3 separate regions of the Mus musculus genome follow, and regions 2 and 3 are each linked to region 1. Evidence: chromatin contacts called from public HiChIP or PLAC-seq data. All regions are on one chromosome and are shown on one strand. The core of a region is the stretch at or near the end of the contact, and the rest is flanking DNA. Distances in the headings are between cores, read along the strand shown.

What was found. HiChIP or PLAC-seq counts read pairs in DNA pulled down with a chosen protein or histone mark.
Region 2: a contact with region 1 is called in an HNF4G HiChIP or PLAC-seq map of pancreatic cancer cells. The contact joins two enhancer-like sites. A contact is called at or near these places in 7 of 115 datasets of contacts at active chromatin or transcription factors (the NIH/3T3 cell line, astrocytes, embryonic forebrain and 4 more) and 1 of 9 other capture datasets (embryonic stem cells).
Region 3: a FOXA1 HiChIP or PLAC-seq map of pancreatic cancer cells shows a contact between it and region 1. The contact joins two enhancer-like sites. A contact is called at or near these places in 2 of 484 Hi-C or Micro-C datasets (the C2C12 cell line and nephron progenitors), 8 of 115 datasets of contacts at active chromatin or transcription factors (the NIH/3T3 cell line, cardiomyocytes, embryonic fibroblasts and 4 more) and 1 of 9 other capture datasets (embryonic stem cells).

The regions. Positions count from the first base shown.
Region 1 is chr4:55,656,832-55,660,594 of GRCm38.p6, reverse strand. No RefSeq gene overlaps it. Among named protein-coding and RNA genes, the nearest start is that of Gm12511, 87 kb to the right of the region's middle. Within about 2 kb of position 1,469, at least 19 of the 459 cell types and tissues checked have an H3K27ac peak or open chromatin away from gene starts, as enhancers often do. A contact at or near this core is called in the C2C12 cell line and pancreatic cancer cells, where this site is marked.
Region 2 is chr4:56,417,681-56,421,245 of GRCm38.p6, reverse strand. No RefSeq gene overlaps it. Among named protein-coding and RNA genes, the nearest start is that of Gm34628, 59 kb to the left of the region's middle. Within about 2 kb of position 1,940, at least 28 of the 459 cell types and tissues checked have an H3K27ac peak or open chromatin away from gene starts, as enhancers often do. A contact at or near this core is called in pancreatic cancer cells, where this site is marked.
Region 3 is chr4:56,617,797-56,621,612 of GRCm38.p6, reverse strand. No RefSeq gene overlaps it. Among named protein-coding and RNA genes, the nearest start is that of Gm26144, 59 kb to the left of the region's middle. Within about 2 kb of position 1,607, at least 46 of the 459 cell types and tissues checked have an H3K27ac peak or open chromatin away from gene starts, as enhancers often do. A contact at or near this core is called in the C2C12 cell line and pancreatic cancer cells, where this site is marked.

The DNA.
Region 1 (3,763 bases), core at 220-2,719:
AGGGGCTCAGTCCATTATCATCAAAGTGGCATTGTGGCAGCATCTAGGCAGGCATGGTGCAGGCAGAGCAGAGAGTGTTCTATATCTTCATCTGAAGGCTACAAGTGGAAGACTGACTTCCGGACAACAATGATGAGGGTCTTAAGCTCATGCCCACAGTGACACACCTACCCCAACAAAACCACACCTCCTAATAGGGCCACTCCCTGGGCCAAGCATATACAAACCATCCCAAGAGGCAACCAGACATTTAAGAGCAGAAGAATGCAGTGAGGTGCTGTAGTGTCTCTGTCCAGCTTTCCAGAACCAATTGCATACATCTCCCTAAGCATGCAGTGACTTTACCTTGCTAACTGAACATCAGCGGTGAGCACTGAAAGCACTGAGCCAACGATAGGGATAAAGGCTTTCTTGGAGATTGGATCATCTCACTTAGCTGATGATAATGTAGGATTCTATGCAAGCACTTGCTTTCATGTAGAAAACCCTCCTACCAGATCCTTAAGAACCCATTCTTCCAATGACAGGGGCCACTGAGGTCATTTACTTGGTAGAATGTTTGTCTAGCATGCCCAAAGCCCTGGGTAACATCCACAGCACTGCATGAAACTAGACATGGTGACACATCCCTGTAAACCCAGCACTGAGGAGGAGGGGAAAGGACATGTTACTAGCAAGTCTGAACCAGCCTTAAAAAAAAAAAAAAAAAAAAAAGTTACCAGCCCACTTTTGCTCGAAGGGTTTTGCAGAGGGTAGCATAAGGTAGATTTAGACTTTGTCCTCTCTATAGTCCTCTGGCCACACTGAGCTGATCAAGGCACCCTTGCCTTCCCTTTCCTCCAAGTCCTTTCCCTGGCTGCTCTGTTTGTCATCTCACCTACCCATCATAGAAGATGCTCTGGTTCCTGTGTGCCTCTATGAAGGCAGCAGGATGACCGTGGGCCATCCTCGCCATCGCTAAAGCCTTGATTTCCTAGGCTGCCAAGGAGGGAAATATGAGCTGCGTTGTCTACTGCACAGACTCGTGGGAAAGAAACAAGATGGTCCCAGGCCACACAGGAGAGGTGAGCACAACAAAGGCACGGACTGCTGAGCGTCAAGCTGGAAGCGGCTCTGAAAGCATGGAAACCAACCTTCTCAACTTACAGAAGGGAAAACCCAGGCGCGTATTCCTTGGCTCGGTGACCGAGGGCCGTGGAAAAACATGATCTCCTGGGCGTCCCAGAAGACCTCTCTCTTTTGCCCACCACGGACATGTGGGCACCACCAGGACAGACCTCCCAAGAATGAGAGGCTAGGACTAGAGTAGAAGCAATGACTGCCCACAACTTTCTCAGCTGTGGTTCAGTAGAGGAAGAGTGAATCTGAGAAAAAAGAGAGGGATGTGAGCTGTTGGGGCCGCTGCCACCGCTGCCGCCACCGCTGCTGCACAGAGGCCCTGCGGTGTTACCTTGTGTGGTCATGAGCACCAGCTGACTCACCCCACATCCCTGGCACTCCCAACCCCATCTGGAGAGAGGAAGGATGAGAGGTAGAGAGGGAGGCCCAGAGTAATGGAGCTATGCAGAACTGAAAGATCCGGTGGGAAAAAAAAGAGTTAGGACACAAGCTGAGCTCTTAAGGCAGCTGTGCTTGGGCTCCAGGGAAATGGTCATCAAGGACTTACTGTGCTCCTTGAAGGAGATAGAGAGGGTCAAGGCTGGGTTAAGTATCGCAGAGCAGATGGCATCAGTAAGAGTCCAGAACAAGGACAAGGGGCACTCTGCCCAAGTCCAGGAGAAAAAGTACAGAAGGCAGGGACTTGTGGCCCTCAGCTGTCTCCTAGAAACTCAGGGGGAGGATTCAGTTATGGTTTTAATCATTTTTTTCATTACCCAAGCAATGCATTCTCAATGCAAACAATGCAGACGTTACATAGAGCAGAAACCTCTCTTGGGAGCCACTCTCCCCAGAGACTCATTCTGATGTCCTCCTGCCTTCTCAGCCTCTGCGCATGAGTTTAAGCCTGTAGATGTTCATATGGGAAGTTATGCAGCTGTGTGCAGATGTGTGGCCATCTGTAAAGAGGATCAGCCATGCAAGCCATCCCAATTGACGTGTTCACACCCTCGTTCCACGGGACACCATACCTACAGAGCTTCGTGCATCCTTTGTAAACTGTCACCGTGCAGTTCCATAGCCAGGGAGAGTGATGGAGTTGCCTAACCACGCCCACACTGAAAGGGGTTGTTTTCCCCAGCCTTACATTTCCAAGTAGTATACCAACAAGAGTCTTTCCACGAGCTCGCTAACTAGGAATCAAATGAAAAATACAAGATGGGATTGCTGGTTCATGCCTACAGTCAAAGTGCTTGAGAGGCCGCGGAGTAGGAGGATTGCCGTGAGCAGAGCTATGTAGTGACACCCTGTCTCCGATAAATTACTACCCAATACATAAATATCCAAGAGAAAACATAATTTTAAAAAGAAAGCTATATTATATATAATATACACACATGTATATACGTATGTATGTATGTATGTATGTATGTATGTATGTATGTATGTATGTATGTGATGAGAGCAGCTTATCTGTAAAGTTATCTCCCCAAGAGGTAAGAATTTCCTAAGAAATGTGGGAATCTCAACCCAAAACATGTCCCTCGATCTAAAAACCCATCTGGCCTCAGATACTGCAGGCGTGTTGCCAAGAATTGTGATAGCCTATACCCAAGATGGGACCGAAATGTTCGATAAGTTGCTTCCATCTCCATGTGCAAGGGTTCTGTATGCTTTGTGCCCCTTAGTCATCATTTGGGTGAGTTCTACATATTTATGCTTGCTCTCTCTTTTTTTTTCCTTAATCTGTCGTCATATATCAGTCCCCTCGACTTTCTAATCAAATCCAGCTTTTCAAATGAAACTGTAGCTGGGTGTTTAGCTGGCTAAGTGTTGTGTTCTTCCCCATAACAGGGAGGGAGGGAGTGACATGCTATCATGACAGTGGCTCCTTCTCAGTGGACCCAAGAACCATATGCTGCCACTGCACAGTGTGTGCTTGTCCTGTACTCAGGGTGTCAGCTTTGTGTCCCTGGATGCTCAAAAGTGGAGTCAGCGTTCCCACTGCTGCTCTTCAGAAGGGAGAAAGGCTAGGGATGTAGAGCCCCTGTCTAGCATGCCCAAAAGCGGGGTTTAATTCCAACTACCACATAACCTCAGCACCACAGATTAACCAGGCAACTTATACATCAGGCACAGTGGCACACGCCTGAAATTCTGGAATTCAGGAGGTAGACATGGGAGGATGAGAAGTTCAAGGTCCTCCTTGGCCATATAGCAAGTTCAAGGCTAGCCTGTGATACCAGAAACGCTGGCAGGGGAGGGAAGGGAGGGAAGCTTTAGAAAGGATGGAGTGAGGGAAGGATGGAGGAAACGGGGGGGGGGGAGAGACGGAGGGGAAAAAATGTCTGAAGATACCCTCTCTTCAAATGCAGTATTGAAAATGTCTACTGGATTCTTGTTCCCCAGGGTCTGTCAGCCATTAAGCCTTCAGCAGCTTTGAGAGAACACTGGACAAATGTACTTCCAAAGATCTAGGCTGGCCTCACAGGGCAGGGGTGCTAAAGAGTCAGTAAGGGGCGGGGATTAAGTTCATTTCCCCTGAAACCTTACCTTGACCCTATGCTCAGTTGCCCAATCATTCAGTCACTTATGTCATACAGCAGTGGCTCTCAACACATGTTTCCTAAATAGCTGTAACAGTTTTACCTGGGACAGGTCACAA
Region 2 (3,565 bases), core at 691-3,190, 760 kb before region 1:
TATACAGGGATTAATGGTGTGCATCATCACCACATCTGGATTTTTATGTGGGTGCTGGGATTTGAATTTAGGTTCTTATGCTTCTGATTTTACCGACTCTGCCATCTCCTCAGCTCCATAGGGTTTATTTATTTTTTTTAAACTTTTTTCTTTTTCAACTTCTGAACACAGGACACTTTTACCCCCATCTTAACCTTGGCCTATAGGAACATAAACTCTTCGATGTTCATGTCTCTATTTTTGTATCTCTATACCCTCTATTAAGTTGTTACACTAAACCATCCTGTCCTCCTCTCTCTTCCCCAGACAAGGTTTGCTAAGGGGGCTTCACATTTTTCTGAAACCAGATAGATCAGCAGAGAGATATGGCCTTCTACCACCATCTCTCTTTTTACAACTTGGCTGTCATTATATGCAATCATAACACGAGGCAGAGATGACAGCAGCATAAATAGGCATCTAATGTATCCGTGGGGAAGGTGTGTTGCCACCACACTTCCGGTGGGCAATCAAATATGTATCAAATGATTAAAAAAAAACCCTCTCTTCTCCTGGGCTCATACTTCCAGTAGTTCATTCTTCCACATCCAGAATAGACTGTAATGGCACAGGCACCTATAAAATTTGCTACACTCAGTGCAGAATAGATAGAAATGGCACATGCATGTATACAGTTTGCTACACTCAGTGCAGTGCAACATGCTGGTTTGGATCCTGGAACAGCACACCATTGGTGGGAAACCTAATGAAAGCAGAACAAAGCATCAAAGTTCAGTTTTTCCATTGTCAGGGCTGTACTATGGAAAGGCGAGGTGCTAGCACCAGGAGAAACTGAGAAAGACACTCTTTCCTGTGACCTGAAAATAATTCTGAAACAAGTGTTTGTTAAAATGCTTTTCTGAGAGGATTTTCTCTGCAGTTCTACTTGAAAAAGAAAAAATGGAAAGCAACTTGGCTACCCAATTTTGATGCCTCACTGATGAGATAGCAAGTCAGCTCGCTCAGTGGTGGTTTTCGAATCATATTTAATATAAGAAGATACTTACAATAGTTTAAGTAAAGTAGAGATGTTTAGAATATTATATTATTAAAATTGGTGCTCATAGAAAATTAAAGAGTGTTCTGAGATAATAGGATGAATGGAGAATTTTTTTTAATTGTGAATATCTGTTACTTTCTGGCTTACAACTATAGACAAGGAAGTTAGCTAAGGCTTCCTCATCTGAAAATGAAGAAAGGATGATTAAAATTTATAATATTTTGAGCTCATCTATACATGTATCAACATACAGGTATAGGAATATATATAAAACCTTGAATATGTGTGTGCTTGCCAGTCCCCACCGCCATGAACCTTGTGTTGGTTTGACAGTACATTCTTTAGTTTAATTTCTATTTGTAAAATCATCAGTCAGATTGCCCTGACACAGGCTTGCTAGTGACAGACTGAGCTCTGAGAATCAAGCTCAGATGTCCACATATAAACTGTTAGCTTTGAGTAAGGTGAGGTCTCCCCAAGGGATCGGAATGACTCACACGCTTACATTAGTCCTGACCACAAGTAAACTTGGCATTCACAATCTCCATTTAGAATCTGTCCATCAGGATGGAGTTGCTAGAGAGAGGATTTGGTGAGAAGAGAGTGACCAGGGACCCGCCTCCCTGTCATCTCAGCAGTTTCATGTCTGGCACTTTATCAGGTTGACCTCAGTTTTCCTTTTGCTCTAGTGAGTTGTCTCAGAATGGGACAAAGAGCATTAGCCAGTTAACCTGTCTGGTATCATTAAACATGAGCTCACCTGGTTATTTCCCTAGCTCTGATCAAGACCCACAACAGAGGCTCCACTGACTTGGCTTTGCACACTGCTTGTCCAAGGCTGGTCAGGCTGACACAGCATCCATTGTCTTGACAATGGCTTTCCTCACTGGGAGTGAGCAGATTTGACAACTCCTCTGATGAATGTCCACATGTGTTAGTAAGTGAGTCAACGGTCTGGGTCTAGGCAAATCTATAACTCTGACAAGGAAGATTTTTATGAGCCTAAAGATGGAAGGCACAGACTGTAGACCCTGCTAATTGCTCCAGATAATGACTCCCTTCAGACCTTGTTGGGTCTTTTCTTTCTTCTGACTGCTCCAAGTATCATTTTCCCTAGAATGTGTGGCAGACTCATTTGCTTTATGGTATCCACCCTGTCCATTCATATCGTATTGAGAAGGCCTGGCTAGTCCCTCGGTAATGTAGCTGAGCATCCAAAAGGAGTGAGCTTTTCAGCATTATGGTCAAAATACTGGCATGTGAGGACCCTGTGCCCTGGCCCTCTAGGGCTGACTAATTCCTAGGTCTTGAGACTGCTGGTGATCCTTCATGTCTACTGTTCATCAGGGCTTGCTGTAGCTGGCAAATCATGAGGATTTGAGTCAGCAATTTTGTTTAAAACCTTTTGGGCTAATTATCTAGGTGACCTTGCATGAATCAGCTTTTGGATCCCATTAACAATAAAATTAAAGCTAACAATACTTACCACACAGTATGGCTATGAATTTAGTCACTAAATTTTTTTTTTTTACCATACGTGTTATTACTCCTCATGAATCATAATTCAGATGTGTGTCTATGTGTGCTATGATATTTCTGAAATGTGAAAAGATTAGAGGATTTTTTGTTGTTCTAAAAAGTGGAAATGTAGTCTAACTGGCTAGTATGTAGTGTGTATGTAATACATCCATTTTAAAGATTTATTTTAAATGTGTATTATGTGTGTGTGGTTGTGGTTACGTACTCCTGAGGCAAGGTCTTGTGTAGGCCAGAGAGGACATGAGTTTCCTCAGAGTTGGACTTATAGACAGCTGTGAGCTGCCCAGCATGGAGGGTTCTCTGTAAGAACAGTAGGCTTTTTTTTTTCAATTTTTAAAATTAAATTATTTTATTTATTTACATTCCAAATGTTGCCCCCTTTCCTAGTTCTCCCTCCCAGAGTTCTTCACTTTATCCCCCCTCCCCTATGCCTCTGAGAGGGTGCTCCCCCACCCTCCCACACCTCACCCCTCCCGCCAGCATCCCCCCTTCTCTGGGGCATCAAGTCTCTATAGGATTAGGTGCATCCTCTCCCACCGAGGACAGGCTGTGGATCCATTCCTCCAGCTCCTACTCCAGTTTTTAAAGAGCTGACAAGTTATAGTGCCTCCCAACTGTACAATTGAATATATAACTAATATTAAGACTACAATTACTTGTTTTTGTGCTAAATACTGTGCATCCAAATGACATTTCAAAATGAGGTTTAAAGGTACAATTTTACAATGAAAATTCCTTTGCCACCACAGTTCCAAAGCCTTGCCTGAGGTCTCTTCAACCAAAGGCTAGAGTTCTGATGAAGATGTTTTCCTTCTTTGTAACCATGTTGAGCCCCTTCTCTTTCCTGTGTCCTTCTGAGAAAGTTGGGTTCAGTTGCTGTAATGGCACTTGATGCAGTAGTAGAAATGTCTTCTTCACCATGTGGCTTCTGGTACATCTTTTTATGGCTCTGTACCTCCAAAATCCTTACAAAGAAAGTGAAAAAAA
Region 3 (3,816 bases), core at 358-2,857, 960 kb before region 1:
CCATCCTATGAGGATAGAGAAGACTGGGGGTGGAGGGAGAGTCTTAGGTAAATAAACCATTTTGAGTCTTTCAGAGAGAAGAGGCTCTGAGTGGGCCCCATGATTCATAGGCAAGAGGAAGATATGGAGGAGGGAGGAGGCATGGCTTGGATGAGGATCAGAGAGGTAGGAAAGGAGGTTGGGTTGTTTCATGGGGATGGGTGGGAAAGGGGAACAACAGGTCTAGATAAGGTGTGGAAGGTTTGAGGCAGGTGGGCGAAGGACCGCAGGCAGTATGGGAAGTACATTTTAAAAACCGGATTGACTTTATTAATGGAGTACATTTACATAGTAAATCATCACAGCTAAAAGACAGTACACGAGGGTAAAATGCTCCCACAAACATCATGAAGACACTGTTAATATTATGGAAGGAATTAATCATTTTAATCAATTAATTAATAGGAAAGAGACCAAAGTAGAGTATGGAAAAAATGGACAAATGATTAAAAAAATAAAAGAAGGAAAGTTACAGAACCAGAAAAACTTGGACTTGCATTGGGAAACCTTGGTTTTCTGTCCTCCAAATTGTCCGTCCTTCAGTTTGTTCCTCTCTACTACGTCCCCTCTCAGACCCTTGTTCATCTAGAACACTGCTTCTCTCCCAGAATGCTGACCTCAGAGCTTGCAGACTGGAGCCTTGCACACCCAAGCAGGGCAGGGCACATGCTCACACTGACTTGTCCCCAGACAGAATGAGTCGCGTGGCTCAGCACTTTGTCTTCGTGATCTGTGTGGTCCGAGCAAGGTACAGAAAGTCTCACATGGGGACAAGCTCGGACACTTGAGGGCACATGGTGATAACACATGGAGGATATAAAGCCTGAGATGCTTTGTGCTTTAGAGGTGGTCAGTTAGTAATCTTGGTTTTATTGCCTTTCCTCTTAAAGCCCTGAGTTTCCCCTTAGACCGGCAGTTCTCAACTTGTGAGTCACAACCCCCTTGGCGGTCAAATTTTAGATATTTACATTAATGATTCACAACAGTAGCAAAATTACAGTTATGAAGTAATTAAAATTTTTTGATTGGGGGGGGGTCACCACAACATGAGGAACTGTATTAAAGGGTTGCGGCATTAGGAAGGTTGAGAGCCACTGTCTTAGACAAAGATACGTTTTGCTGAAATTATTCATTTCACAAAAGTTCTGAAGGCCAAGCAAGCAGCAGTGTGCACTTGGGTTTTAGATGCGATGTGAGGAGTGGGGATATAGGTTCCAGGTGTGGATGCTCAGCTCAGCTAGCTGTTTCAGATTTCTCCAGGACCACGGATGGAAACGTGACGTGTAGCAACAGACTGTCCATGGAGGGTTGAGCGCATACTGAACATGCTAGACTGTAGAAGCTCTTTGCTTGTATGGTCCCATTTAGGGGACAGTCAGATGTCCCCTACATGTCTTAGGCAGTTGAGGGAACCTCTTGGCTCTTTGAGGGTCAGCAGGGAACTGAGTGAGAATCACTCTAAAACTAACTTCTAGCATCCAAATTCAGACATCTCTCAAACCTGAGATGGATCTTTGCATACTGTACTTATGGCTGGCAATAGTCCTTTCTTTGAGACACTGGAGGGCAGTGTGGTACAGTGGATTGAGCTATGGGTTTGGCATGAAGGGATTTATTTGGGTGTGGTTTTGAAAGCTGTGTGGCCTTGAGAAAGTTAAACAGCCCCTCTGGATCTTTATTTCCTAGCCCCCCCCCAAATGAAGATAATCAATACAAGACTCATTTTGGGTTACTGTGAGAATCAGAATAAAAAAAAAGGTATTGAAAGTGCTTTCTAAACTGTGAAGAGGAAACATATGATTCTAATAGAACTGTGAATTATTTGGGGGAACCCAAAAGTCCTTCCTGAACAAAAAAGAAATTTCTCTAAAAAGTCCTGTTAAGCATTAAAACTTAATATCCTTACCTCTGGTAGGTATTTGCCTTTTGAGGTTCAAATACACTGTACAAGATAACACTCAATAAGGGCACATTCCTGTAGATGGAGGCAGTATGAATAGCCCAGGATAGAGCATCTACTCAACAGCTCTATCTTCTAACAGGAAAGCAGATTGTCAAGAGTCTAAGAGAGGTGCGTTTGGATGGGGAGGAGGAAAGCAAAGATACCAAGGTACCGGGTTGTTTCCGAGTCAGGCAGATCCAATTACCCTGGGACTTTGGCTGATACTTCTTTAGAGTTACAGGCCAGAAGATTTAGGCACAACCTGCAGAACTTTCTGGAAGAGCTACTACTTCCAGAGAAGAACTGAACTTCTTGCTACTTAGATCTGCACATGTGAAAGGTGATTTGCAGAGTAGCTGAGGGCTTGGGACCGTGCTTTGTGGGAAGGTGAACAGAAAGTGAAAGTGACCTTGGGCTGGAGAGTGTGTTGGAGGGACTCTCTGCTGCTTTTAGGGCCTTGGGGCTGGTAGGAGGACTTCCTGCCCACACTGCCCCAGCAGCTGTCAGTCATGACTTTTGCTAAGTCTGCACGTCTCTTACTTATTTGGTGATTTTTTTTTACAAAGGGTTTAATTTATTTTAATTTTGTGTGTATGTATGTCTTTGTCTGAGTATATACATGTAAGTGCAAGTGTCAGCAGAATGCAATGGAAGGTGCTGGATCCTCTGCAGTTGGAGTTATAGGTGGTTGTGAGCTGCCTGACATGGGTGCTGGGAAGTAAACTTAGGTCTTCCGGAAGAGCGGTGCATGCTGTGTAAATGCTGAGCCATTTCTCTAACCTCTGGATGACTTTCTTTTCTTTTAAATTCTGATTGACTTAAGTGAACGCAACCTCATTTGAATTAAGAACATGGGCTCAATCACCATACAACTACAGAAATAAACTAGCCATTCATCTACCGCCTAAAACCACCACACAGGGCTCATGTTTTAGGTCAACAGCCCATGTGTTGCTCTGCAGCACCTTCAACCAGAAGTCGACTTGTGTGCTTGCCCACCTCTGGTTCCAGAAAGCTCAGTTCCTCTTTGGAGGTAGCACTTTCGGGACATTCTGCAGGGTGTGTCTGAGTCTTCTTATCTTTAACGCTACCTATTGGCTCTAACCCTTGGGCCACATAGAATACACCTATTTTCCCTCTTAAGATGATTCTTTATAAAATGGCACTATTTCCTCTATATCTCACAATCCAGGCTGCCTGAACACACCCAGTTCTATCTAATCTCCTCTGCTGGTAGGGTTTCAAGTGTCCTAGATATGTTTGTCACTGACTTTGGAAAAGAAAGCAATGATATTTCAGGGTGGTTTTTCAGAGTATAACTTCCAACACAGAACACAATCCTTTGACGTCATCTGAGCTGGTAAGAGGCAGGCAATGGTTCTCTCCCTCACCCTGGATCTGTTACCTCTGCTCCAGCTTCTTCATAACACTGCCAAGGGCTGAGAGGCCCTACAAAGAGAGAAACACTGTTGTGTGCAGCCACTCAGTGTCAGTGGGAGGTAAGCACGGGCTGCCACACTGCCACGCCACCCAGAGAAATGCTCTTTCAGGCTCCGTGACTGGGCATACATCGTCATCTCTGCTCTTCCATTAATATTTATGATTAGCATTGCATCTCCATTTGCTTATAAATTATAAAGTGGATATTTATTGCACGTGCAAAAGGATGGGAATTTAGAGATAGCAAAGACGTCAGAAATGAAAATTCTGAAAAATGTTTCCCGACCCGATTCAATTGTGCTAGAGACTGGTGGGGGAGGGGCCTCCCCTGTGAGTCAGAACATTCCATGATAAACACATCAGATCTGCGTATCCTCCAGCTAACTGCCCCACAG